Regions from separate parts of the Oryctolagus cuniculus genome. Here region 2 is linked to region 1. The links are chromatin contacts, called in public Micro-C maps. All regions are on one chromosome and are shown on one strand. Each heading gives the region's core, a stretch centred on a gene start, on an enhancer-like site or on the middle of the called end of the contact. The rest is flanking DNA. Distances are from core to core; before and after follow the strand shown.

What was found. Hi-C and Micro-C count contacts between places; a contact is called where the count stands out from the background.
Region 2: a contact with region 1 is called in a Micro-C map of ear pinna, with 3 times the contacts expected there. The contact joins the promoter of SNRPB2 here to the promoter of KIF16B in region 1. A contact is called at or near these places in 3 of 6 Hi-C or Micro-C datasets (ear pinna, psoas muscle and an unstated tissue).

The regions. Positions count from the first base shown.
Region 1 is chr11:41,613,398-41,619,749 of mOryCun1.1, forward strand. KIF16B (kinesin family member 16B) reads right to left here and starts at 2,493. Exons shown (of 27, transcript XM_070052111.1): 1 at 2,211-2,493. The coding sequence starts at 2,257. It overlaps LOC138844335 (a long non-coding RNA gene), which reads left to right and starts at 1,831. Exons shown (of 4, transcript XR_011380017.1): 1 at 1,831-1,962.
Region 2 is chr11:41,758,239-41,764,590 of mOryCun1.1, forward strand. SNRPB2 (small nuclear ribonucleoprotein polypeptide B2) reads left to right here and starts at 3,462. Exons shown (of 7, transcript XM_002710962.5): 1 at 3,462-3,612; 2 at 5,302-5,390; 3 at 6,135-6,307. The coding sequence starts at 5,327. It overlaps LOC127490994 (a long non-coding RNA gene), which reads right to left and starts at 3,492. Exons shown (of 3, transcript XR_007919415.2): 1 at 3,358-3,492; 2 at 2,644-2,806.

The DNA of each region.
Region 1 (6,352 bases), core at 1,243-3,742:
ATGAGGTCACCACGCATGCAGCACCTGCTCTTGTACTTGAACTCGACACTCATCGTATGGAGAAAGAACACACCAGCTTCAGTGGCCACTTTGCCAAAAGCTCAGTAGGGATTCTACTCTCTTCCCCTTTTTTCCTGTCCAACTTATTCTGCCCTCTCTCCATGCACTTAGGCTCAAGGCACTGAACTTGCAGCACCACTCCCAAAAGGCCTGATGGTTTCTGAGTCGTGCCAGTACGCAATCCCTCCCCCACCAGAGAGTGGGCTCCCGGAAGACACTCATCAGGCCACATTCTCCTTGCACCACAGAGAGCCTCCAGCACAATGCTGTGCATTTGGTAGGTGCCTGAGAAATGCTTTTAAGGGCCGGCATTGTGGCACACTGGGCTAAATGCTGACTGCAGTCCCAGCTGCTCCACTTCTGAACCAGCTCCCTGCTAATGCACCTGGTAAAGCTGTGGGAGACAGTCCAAGTGCTCAGGCCCCTGCCACCCACATGGGAAACCCCAGTAGAGTTCCAGGCTCCTGGCTTCTGCCAGGCCCAGCCCTAACCCCTTGTGGCCCTTTGGGGGTGAACCAGCTGATCGAAGAGCTCTGTGTGTGTCTCCCTTTCTCAGTAACTTTGCCTTTCAAACAAAATTTTAAAAAGATGTTTAAAAAATACTTTCAAAAGTTTACTCAATGCGATTTTCCACTATGTGTTCATATTATTCCACAAAAGAAAAGGAAGTTCTACAGACCTGTAAATCTATAATAAACATCTTCTTAAAGCATCTAAGTGATTTTGGGGTCTGTTTATCTTGTATGATTGAGTGTACATAGAAACAAAATTTTCCTTTAGAGCTTACAAAAAAGTCAAACTCCTTCCTTAGACAGTCTCAGAAACAACTTGAAAATCACAAAAGCACTGATTTCTAAAAGCAATGGTTTTCAAAGCTTACAAACTAGAGTAGGAAGCCCTTACTTAACAACAGAAACACAGACTCAGATGAGCCAAATCGGGTCCTGGAAATCTTGAGACTTTACGATCTTCTGATGACCCAATCAGCCAGCCATCAGAACCCCCGAACGCTGACGAATTGCTCTGACGAATGTAGAAAGGCCATTTGGGAGGTCACACGCCCAGCACTTTGGATGAGCAGCTCACACAAACACAAGGCTTTGTGCCAACTCCACCTATCAAGCCGGAGTCCGCTTCATTCTTTACAGTTAAACCGATTCAATAAATCAGTTTTTCAGGGCATGTACACTGGTTCTAAAGAGGTCATGGAAATGGAAGCACAGAGGACTTTTAGACGAATGAAGCGGCATCATTCCTAAAAGTGTCACTTTGCAGGGACAATCGTGGGTTAGGCCGCTGCCTGCAGTGCCGGCATCCCATATGGTCCCAGGTGGACTCCCAGCTGCTCCACTTCCCATCTAGCTCCCTGCTAATGCACCCACGTGGGAGACCCAGAAGAAGCTCCTGGCTTCAGCCTGGCCTGGCTCTGGATGCTTCGGTCATTTGGGGAGTGAACCAGGGGATGAAAGACCTGTGTCTCCCTCTCTCTCTCTCTCTCTGTAACTCTGCCTTTCAAACAAATAAATCTTTAAAAAAAAAAAAAAGTGTCACTTTGTAGGAATATAGAACAAGATTAACTTCTGTGTTCACAACGCTAGCCCTATTTTAACGTCAGCATATTTCACACACCTGTGAGGCCTCCCTGGCATTTTTTTTCCCCCTAGGTGCCAAAACTTTGAGCCTAAGTAATCCGCTGACCGGAAGTTAGGGCTGCACACGCAGGGGCCCCGTGTCACGTCTAAGCGGGCGATGGACAGTTCGAGAACTCTGGGCTGGCATCGGTGAGGGGCTCCCTGACAGCCCCGGGGCCCCCTCACGACGTCCCCCGTTTCGCACAGCTGTTTCGCATCTTCACGGACGAGACGCGTCCCTGCTTTTTAAAGACCGGACAAGCAAATGAAGGTAATGGGCTCCAGAGACTTGACAGGAACCTTCCCTTTGACCTCGTGAACTCCTGACGCCTCACTGTCCGCTCCGGGACAGCGCGAAAGCGACAGCAAGGCACGGAGTCCGCCAGGCCCGACAGGTTCCTGGCAGTGCCCCTTCAGCGCGGGGGTCAGCCCGTGACGTTAAATCCCGGCTGGCCCGGGAGCGGGAGCTCGCGATGGAGGCGTGGCGACCGGGACTGGGAGGCTGGAGGCCCCACTCACCTGCGATTCAAGGGCCGGACCCTCACGGCCACCTTGACAGATGCCATGGCTCATCCCGACCAGGCCCGCGCAGGGTCCCACCAGCCAGCGCCCCGCAGCTGCCGGCGACTCTTGCGACTTGTCCCGTGGCTCCCGCCCACTTCCGTCTCACACCCGCCCCCCTGCTCCCGGCCGGACCTGGAGTCCCGCGGCAGCCCCACCTGCTAGGCCACTGAGCATGCCCAGAACGGCTCCGGCCCGCGAGATCCAGCCGCCGGGATGTCGCGGCGTTCGGGGCGGGGCCGGGGCGTTGCTGAGAGGCGTGACCGGGCGGCACCTAAGGGGCGTGGTTGGTGTGGTGGGCGTGGCCGTGACGATGCTGAGAGGCGTGGTCGGGGCGGAGGGGCGTGACCGAGGCGGTGCTGAGAGGCGTGACCGGGGCCGAGGGGCGTGGCCCAGGCGGAGCAAAGGCGCGTGGCCGGGATCCCCGCCTGGGGTCCGGACTAGCGGCGTTTGAACGCCACGCCCGTAGGGCAGTGCTGGGGCACTCACCAAGGGCGGCCAGGGGTGCATGATCTCAGGAAACCTAAAACCCACGTTCTTCCCCCAGGAAAGCAGGACGTTGGGAACAGAGCCAGGACCACAGTCATGAGATGGGCTTCCCATGAACAGTTTTTCAGCCCTTAGCCTGGACCTGGTTTGGCCCAAGCGCATCCATTTCACAGAGGAGGAAACTGAGACCCCGGAGTGGATCGGAAGCTGGCAGTGCTGACCTCCGCTACTCTGCAGAGGAGGCCCTAGCGTGTGCGTTGGACCCTGTGAGTCAGGCTCCCGGGGCACTGGACGGTTTACACCAGAAGGAACGCTCTTAACGCTGGCTGAAATCAGACCTGGCCCCTTGGCTTCCAGTGCCCATCACCAGGGAGCTCCCACTTCGCTCCCCCGCCTCCCAAACCTGAGCTCACACCAGAAGCTGCCCTGCTGTGGCCCACGAGTGACTGGGGGTCACTTTAACCTCGGTCTTCCTCCTGCTGTGCCTGTCACCCTCACTCAGCACTCCGCCCAGGCCGGCCAGCCCCGGGGCCCCTGCCCCGCCTGCCTCAAGACCCCTCCTGGTACACTGCCGCACCCCCAAGGCCGGCGTCTGTGAGCTGTGGGTCACCTCGGCTTCCACGCCCGCAATGGGGTCACCAGGGGTTGTCCTGATCCTTTGCACGCCGGGGGCAGCGGGGAGCCGGCCTGCAGCGGGCAGAAGCCCTCTCCAGGAAATCCGGCCACTGCCTGGGGGCCTAGTTTTGAGCCCCCGGCCCACCACGCACTTGGTGGGTCCCCCCAGCTTCCACCTCATCTGCACTTCAGGATCAACTCCGTGGAGTAGGCTTAAGTCTACAAACACGAAACCCACGCACACAAGGGACTCCCCGTTCACAGCATCCCCTGCGTCCCCGGATCCCCCCTATCTGCCCCCAATCCTCCCACTCCTCGGCCAGCGCGGAGCTGAGTGCGGATTCGACCACCCGCAGGCGGGAAAACCCGGAGTGAGGCAATAGGAGCCAGCCAGGGAGCCGGGCATGCGCAGTAGGAAAAGCCGCGAGGGAACCCGCGCGGCGCCCCGACAGCGCCGAGAAGGGGGCGGGATCCGCCTTCTACGGGAGCTGCGTGGGGACAAACTGCGCGAGCCGCCTTCCCGCGGGGACGCGGCCGCGGGGCGCCAGGCCAGAAACGTTCGGGACCACCGCACGTAGGAGGCGCTGGGCCTGCGCGCGCACCCCAGAGGCCTGCACCCGGACTCGGCCCGCCTAGTTCTTAGGGATAACAGCGTTCAACTGGTCGGGGAGAATCTAGGATTTTCCTTGGCGGGTTGCTTAGGAGGGTTCATTCATTGCTTCTTACTTATTTGCGACAGCCCACACGTGTTTGTAAACCATCGCACCGTGCCGGGGAGGGAACGTGCGCTTAGTACCTCTTTTGTTAGGATAGATTCTAAGATGATGCACAGGGTTGCCCACCCTGTGCGTGCTTTAGAGTGCACGTTTATGCACCCCTGGGGTTCCCATTCGCTGGGGCTGGGGCGAAGCCAGCCAGAGACGCCGTACTCTCCACCAGCTCCGGTTGTGTCCCGGCCGCCCACCCGCGAGAATTCAAAAACGCCCGCAGGGGCTTGGAGCCATGCGCCAAGGGCCAGGGGCAGAGAATCCAGGAGTCTGTGCCATTGACCTGCCACAAGGGCCGAAGCTTAGCGATTTAAAATAGAGCCACTGTTGGTTTCTCACGGTTGTGTGAATTGCTGGTCTCACCTGGGCTATGCACCGTCTTCAAAAAGTTTATTTTTAATATTATTATTTATATAAGGTGAACAAATTCCATGTTTCACATATACAGACTTAGGAGCATGGTGATGCTTCCCACCCTGCCTTCCCTCCTCTTTTTTCTTTCTTTTAATTTTTACAATGACATACCTTCAGTATATTTTATAATCATTAGCTTAACCCTCCACTAAACAAAGAATTCAACAAGTAGTAAGAAGAAAAAACCAGTTCCTCAACAGTAGAAACTATGCTGTAAATAATAATCAAATCTCAAAATGTCAGTTTCGCTCATATACATGACTTTTTAAATATTAATTTATTTGAAAAGGTTAGAGAAGGAGAGACAGAGAGGTCTTCCATCTGATGGTTCACTCTCCAAATGGCCTCAGTGACCAGGGCTGGGCCAGGCTGCAGCCAGGAGTTAGGAGCCAGGAGCTTTGTCCAGGTCTCCCAAATGGGTGGCAGGGGCCCAAGGACTTGGGCCATCTTCTACTGATTTCCCAGGCCTTAGCAGGGAGCTGGATGGAAGTGGAGCAGCCGGGACTTGCATATGGGATGCAAGAATTGCAGGCAGCAGCTTTACCCGCTACCCCACAGTGCCAGCCCCTATACATTACATTAAAAAAAAAAAAATTAGACCAGGGCCGGTGCTGTGCCATAGCTGGTAAAGCCACTGCCTGCAGTGCCAGCACCCCATATAGACACATGTTGAAGTCCTGGCTACTCCTCTTCCGATCCAGCTCTCTGCTATGTCCAGGGAAAGCAGTAGAAGATGGCCCAAGTCCTTGGGCCCTTGCATCTGTGTGAGAGACCCAGAAGAAGCACCTGGCTCCTGGCTTCAGATTGGCGCAGCTCCGGCTGTTGCTGCCATCTGGGGAATAAACCATCAGATGGAAGATCTCTCTCTCTTTCTCTCTCTCTCTCGCTCTCGCTCTCTCGCTCTCCCTCTCTCTCTCTCTCCCTCACTCCCTCTCTCCCTCACTCCCTCTCTCCCTCTCTTTCTCTCTCTGTGTAACTCTGACTTTCAAATAAATAAATAAATCTTAAAAAAAAAAATAGACCAAGTTTCTTCGTGTGGCCAGATAGCTTTCCACGGGACACGCCCAGTGCTCAAGAAGTGGGGGGATGTAGTGTTGCTGACATCCCATTGGCCAAAGTCCATCACATGGCCAAACCCAGGGTCCTTTAGGAGGGGGCACCCATCTGGAAGGGGAGGGTACTCAAAATAAAAAATCACATCTTGAACAGCCCCTAAATAAAATGTATTAGATTTAGTAACACCTGAACTTGCAACCCACTAGCAGACACAAGTATTTTCATGTTAAGTTAGAGTAGTGGCAGCTGTGTCAAATTGTTCTTGCATTATTGTTATGGTAGTCATTAGACTGCCGCTAGATCCGTCATTTAATGTAAGTGCTTACATTACTCTGTCACAGTTGTATTTTCTAATATTTTGACAGTTGCATTTTGAAATAATTCATTTTCCTTTTAATCCCATGTGTTTGACGCCTTCTAAAACGCTTGTTTTCAACAACCACAAGGATCCATGAACCAAAAAAAATTGTTTCAGAGCCCACGATTTAGAAATTCACTTGGATGCATGAACTACATTTCTGTCTTCTAAAAGTGTTGGATTGTGATGGAAAGGAGAAGAGAAGAATCTGAGGAAGTAGGCATTCGGCTCAGAGGTTAATCCGCTCCCATGCCATATCATAGTGCCTGGGATCAATTCCTGGCTCCCACTCCTGACTCCAACTCCAGTTCAGCCAGTGGGAGACGGCAGAGGTGGCTTAAGTTATTGGGTCCTTGCCATCTTCCTGGGACACCCGCACTGAGTTCCCAGCTCCTGAGTCT
Region 2 (6,352 bases), core at 2,212-4,711, 150 kb after region 1:
TCCCTAAAATCAAGAATGTGTCCACAAATACTGAAGCAGTAAAGTTGGAGTGAAATGAAATGAAATGAATTCTATGAAATTAGTTCCTCCCGGAATAGGAGCAGGGTACTTTTTGAAGTTTTAGCTAACAAAATCCTGGTCACCTAGGAAAATGTAAATATGATTAGATACTCAACAATAAGGCCTAGATTTGTTTAATGCCTGTTGTGAAAAGAATTTGACTCTGTATCAGTTTCTTATTATAGTCACCACCTGGGGACAGAAAGAAGCTACAAACAAATTGCCATACATTTTGTGGCTCTATGTAACATAAATAAGACAAAATTTATCCACCTCAGTTTTATGATGTATTCTCCTTTATACATGGCCCTTTCACAAAACTACTGCTACAAGGTACCAAAAACATTTAATGAGAAACATAAAACACGTGCAGATAAGGTAGGAAAATATATATGTATTCAGAGTTACTAAGAGACGCCTCAGTTATCATCCTTATAATTTAGATGTCTTGACAGGGTTTTATTCCCAACTGTTTGTAGTAATATTGCTGCTACCCTGAAAATAAGCATTTTATCATTGGTAGATACATGAAGCTTGGATGGGGTAGTTATAGCATTGCCTCTGGGCTCCATTCAATTAAAATAAACCTGTTTCACAGGAAAGTATATCATGTTGCCTAAGTGAAATAGGAGTCTAAACTGAGCACAACTCAAAAGAAACACAGTTGATCTATTATTTGGGAAAAAAAGGGGGGGGTGTTTTTGACATCCTTATCTGACCTGTAGGAGGTCAGAGGTTACACAGGATTTCCTTATAGAAGAATGGTGGTTGCCTACAGGACATGTGACCAGAATTTAGAATATATATATATATATATTTTTTTTTTTTGGACAGGCAGAGTTAGACAGTGAGAGAGAGAGACAGAGAGAAAGATCTTCCTTTTTCCGTTGGTTCACCCCCCCAAATGGCTGCCACAGGCACGCTGTGCCGATCCGAAGCCAGGAGCCAAGTGTTTCCTCCTGGTCTCCCATGCGAGTGCAGGGCCAAATCACTTGGGCCATCCTCCACTGCCTTCCCCGGGCCACAGCAGAAAGCTGGAATGGAAGAGGAGCAACTGGGACAGAACCAGCACCCCAACCGGGACTAGAACCCAGAGTGCTGGCACCGCAGGCAGAGGATTAGCCTAGTGAGCCGTGGCGCCGGCGATATAATGTTCTTAATGCCATGTAAATTAATCAGGCCATACAAAGCTTCTCACAAGATCAGAAAAGCTCTTCTCTCCCCTCATTGCCTGTGAGCCATGCTTTCAATTACTGCTTTCTCAAAATCATTCACGAAACTACTGAAGACCATTAACAGGTTATTGGGAAGCCCAAAGTTACTGCCCAAGGACAGCAAAACATACTGGCTCTTTGTAAAACAGCCTGGAAAAGAACATGCAGAACATTGCCACTGGGTCGGTATTAAATGGTTTTCTTCTCAGAACGCAATGTGCAGTAGCTGTAATTTAGTTGTTAACAGAACATGCTATGCAGTCAGTCTTCAGGCCTCTGTGTTTCCTGTGGCATTTCTTCCCAGGGAGAGCCTTGGCACAGTCATGGTGTAGCCTCTTTCAAGTAATTAATTGCTCAGCTGCTCACCTTATTTTGCAAGGCAGCTTCTCTGCTGTCATTCAGAAATTATTTTATATTTGTTTTGTTTTATATTTTATATTTGTTTATCATTTAGTTTGCTAAGGTACACTCAAAATTTTAAAAAATATTTATCTATTTGAAAGATAGACAGATCTTCCATCCACTGATTTACTTCCAAAATGGCTACAGTCTCCAGGGCTGCACTAGGAGGAAGCCCAAGCATTGGAGCCATCATCTGCTTTCTTCCAGGGTGCATCAGCAGGAAGCTGGATGGGAAGAGGAGCAGCCATGACTCCAACCAGCACACTGATAGGGCATCCGGGTTTCCCAAGAAGTGGTTGAATCTGCTGCATCACAATACCTGCCCCCACAAATAAAGTGAGACAGGACACGTTTCTTCTAGAATTTCTATATATATCATAAGGGAATGCTTTCCAGTGATCATGTAACCTTATTTCCTACACCACTGTGCATCTTAATAAGATATCACACTTGTTTCAGTGTTGCCTTACTTTCCATGAGGCTTCATTCATTTATTCACGCAATGCATATTTACTGAATACAAGGGACTCTTTTAATTACTGAAGGTTTTTAAATGAACAAAACAGACAAAAATCCCCACCTTCAAAGTACTTACATTATTTTTAAGTTGTTGCAACTTTATGTTGACTCTTAAAATAAAACTCCTCAGGTGATAAAATCAAACTATTTGGCCCCTACCACCTTCATCCATACCTCCAAGTCATAGTTAGAGTCTAGAGGTAACATTTAGGAACCAGTGACTTTGTGTAATGTTCTAATCATTTTACAGAGCACCCATTTAGTCCCCAGAGTGATAAGAAGGTACTATTAAGATTCCTGTTACATAGGCAAGGAAAGAGAAAGAGAGATTTAGTTAAGAGGAAGACACAAGGTTAGATTTACTTTGGCTTCTTTAAAAAAATTTTTTTGACTTATTTATTTGCAAAGCAGAGAGAGACAGAGCTCTTTCATCCACTGATTCACTCACCAACTGGCCACAAGGCCGGGGGCTGGGCCAGGCTGAAGCTAGGAGTCTGGAACTCCATTCTGGTCTCCCAGGTGGCTTGCAGAGCCCCAAGTACCTGAGCCCTCAGCTGCTGCCTCCCAGGACAGGATGCATCCGCAGGAAGCCGGATCAGGAGCAGAGCAGCCTGGACACAAATACGGGACGCTGGAGCCCCACGCAACGTCCCAAGCCATGGGGCCCTTTGCTTTGACTCCTAAAGCCTTCCTATTCCAGGTGGCTCTTAGCACGTCTCAGATGACGGATGAACGAATGACCAAATGCACGGTTTTGAATTTCCATTCACTAACACCTTAAGTTATCTCCAGAAAAATCTAAGCATCTGCGGGGAGTGCAGTGAGAAGGGTGTCGGGAACTCAAGTGTTTTGTGGTGTTTTGAGTGAGTTTAGGTAGATGTTAAAGGCACACCCCACTCAGTCTCTGCTCCAGGGCCTCCGACTCCAGCTCTGCCTCTCAGAGTTAAGCTCATCAGCAGAGTGTTGAGGAGCTACCTCAGAACCCCTGGCAGCAGTATAGGCTGTCCTAAAGGTGAGGCTGACCCATAGAAGGGGTGAAACCAGCAGGAGGGGCTGCGCCCGCAAACCTCACATAGGATTCAGAAAGGTAGAGGGAACTGCTATGTGAGTTAAAACCTCCCTCAGTCTTAGTGGGGGTAAATGAACCACTCTTTTTTATTACCTCACAGCATGGCCCCAGGGTTCTATCCAGTTCTCTCAACCCTCTTCCGTTTTCCCGGGCCCTCTTTCAGCAGAGCACGTAGGCGCATGCGCAGAGAGTTCCCCAGCTTGGGGCCGCGGGAGACCGGGAGGCATCGATCGACTCGGCGCTGGGCTTCTCGACTTGTCGGCGCTCGATTGAGGAGTTTCATTGTCACTTCCGCCTTCGGCACCGTTTCCGGCTTCCGGTTGCTCGTGGGAACGGCGTAGTCCTCTGGTGAGTCGGATTCCCGTTTTCCTCGGTTTTGCGGTTCTTCACGCTGCTCAGCCCGAACAGTACGAGGCGCGAGGTGTGGTCGGGTGGCGTCTCGCCTTGGTTTTGTGGAGGGGTCGGTTTGAGACGAGGGAGCGGCCATGCAGGGGAGCTTAGCAGCGGCGCGCGTCTCTGGCGGGACTGGCGCGGTCCTTGGATCGCGGCGTGGCCCCGGGGCAGAGAGTCTGTGTCTGGAGAGGCAGGAAGCTGGCGCGTACAGAGTACGCCCGTTAATGCGAGGCGTGGGAGATTCCAGGTGGTTTCCTGCGGATCTGTTGTTTCTGTTTTGGCGGAGGGGAGAGGTGCGACACCAGGTGCCCTGCTCTGATTAGCCCAGCACCGAGCTTCTTGGTCTCTTGTTCTCCTCGCCTTCACTTTAATCTCTCTCGCTCCCTTCTCATGGTCAAAACTTGGCGACCCCCTGCTCCTCTTCCAGGTTTCGACTGGGGAAATGTCGAGTCTTTAAGAAACGTTTCTATTCATCTGCCACCTGCACAAGTACATCGGTCTATAGGCTCCTCCCTCGCTGTGTGTAAACACAGCAAGCAGTGTTTAGTACCTAATTATCTGTGGGCCATCCAGGGAAGTAAAGCAAGGTCACACTTGGCAACTTAAAAACCACGTGAAGTGTGGAAATCGTCCAGTGGGTTGCAAGGACGGAATTCCCAGGCCTTCTGATCAAGAGCTGTGTGACCTCAAGCGTGCTCCCTGACTTGTAACAGCCATGATATTAGCTCCTTTGGGGGCTTCTGATGCAAGAGCTGTGCTAGAACTTCGGGGGCTCTGGCCAGCCCCGCCCCCACCTCAGCCCCGTCTGACAGATGAAGACCTGAGAGATTAAGGTCTTTGCCAAGTCTGTTAGAGGTCATCCTGGAGTGAAGATGGCAGGTGGAAATTTATGCACAGTGATTGATAGATATGGAAGTGCTTTGTAAGTGCACCCAGGAACAAACTACATTGATGTTCTGTCTTAACGATTTGTTCTGGATTGTACACTTGGTAGTTTCTTTTTCATTTTTCTTTATGTCAAAATTTTTAAACCAGCTTACAAATACAAGTTACTTCATTAGGCAGATGGGAAGTAGCACAAGTGAAAGGAAAGTATAAAAATGTATTGAATACAATTTTATTAAACTCTGGCAAGCTGCTGTTGTTTCACTAAATTTTGAGCTTGAGAATTGTAAAAATGAGGGCTTGCGGTTTGCATCTGATGTAGCAGTTAAGATGTCTGCCCCATGTCAGAGTGCCTGGGCTTGAGTTCCGGCTCTCGCTCCTGACTCCGGCTTCCGCTAATGCAGACCTGAGAGACAGCAGTGGTGGCTCAAGTGATTGGGTTCTTGCACACACGTGGGACACCTGGATTGAGGAGCCTCTAGCTTCACTTGACCTCAGTCGAGCTGGGCCACAGCTGGGCATTTGGGACGTGAAGCAGAGCTTTGGAGCTCATTGTCTGCCTCTGGCTGTGTGTGCGTTTGCCTCTCAAACAGAAATACAGAGGAGGACTAGCTATTGCTGGAGAGAGAGTCTATGACCCAACTGACATTCTGACATAGCGATTGAAAGAAAACGGAAAAGCCAACAGCTTTCTGCTGTATTGATTTAATCACACCTGTTTGTAACAGTTTTTTTTTTTTTTTTTTATCCTCTCTTTAGGCTATTTGAACATTTTAACTCAGACATGGATATCAGACCAAATCATACAATTTATATTAATAATATGAATGACAAAATTAAAAAAGAAGGTAAGTGTTTTTAAAAATACTTATTGATAACTAAAATGTGTTTGTTTACTACCATCTTACAAAATTGTACTACACCCAAACTCATTTTTCTTACCTCCAGTAATAAATTTTTTTTTTTTTTTTTTTTTGACAGGCATAGTGGACAGTGAGAGAGAGAGAGACAGAGAGAAAGGTCTTCCTTTTGCCGTTGGTTCACCCTCCAATGGCCGCCGCGGCCGGCGCATCACGCTGATCCAATGGCAGGAGCCAGGAGCCAGGTGCTTTTCCTGGTCTCCCATGGGGTGCAGGGCCCAAGCACCTGGGCCATCCTCTACTGCACTCCCTGGCCACAGCAGAGGGCTGGCCTGGAAGAGGGGCAACCGGGACAGAATCTGGCTCCCTGACTGGGACTAGAACCCGGTGTGCCGGCGCCCCAAGGCGGAGGATTAGCCTAGTGAGCCGCGGTGCCGGCCTCCAGTAATAAATTTATAAAGTTTGTGTAAGGATTTCCAGGCTTTTTAAAAACAAAAATAGGTAGTGACTGACAACATGCTGAATCTGTTCTTACTCATAGCTACTCATATAATGGTTTCAAATAACTTTTTACGTTAGATAACCAATGGGAATAGCAATTTGTGTTTTTACTTACATATATAACTACTAACTGTATAAATAAATGGTGACAGAGCACTCAATGTACTGTCATTTAATGAAGAATTTTCTCATTCCTTCGTTCACAAGTTATTTCCCCTCTTATTTGGACAGAATTGAAGAGATCCCTGTATGCCCTATTTTCTCAGTTTGGCCATGTGGTAGATATTGTGGCTTTAAAGACCATGAAGATGAGAGGGCAGGCCTTTGTTATTTTTAAGGAACTGGGCTCATCCACAAATGCTTTGAGACAGTTACAAGGATTTCCATTTTATGGTAAACCAATGGTAAGCCAGTACTGTTACTTTTGCTTTAATCACTATGAATGTTTC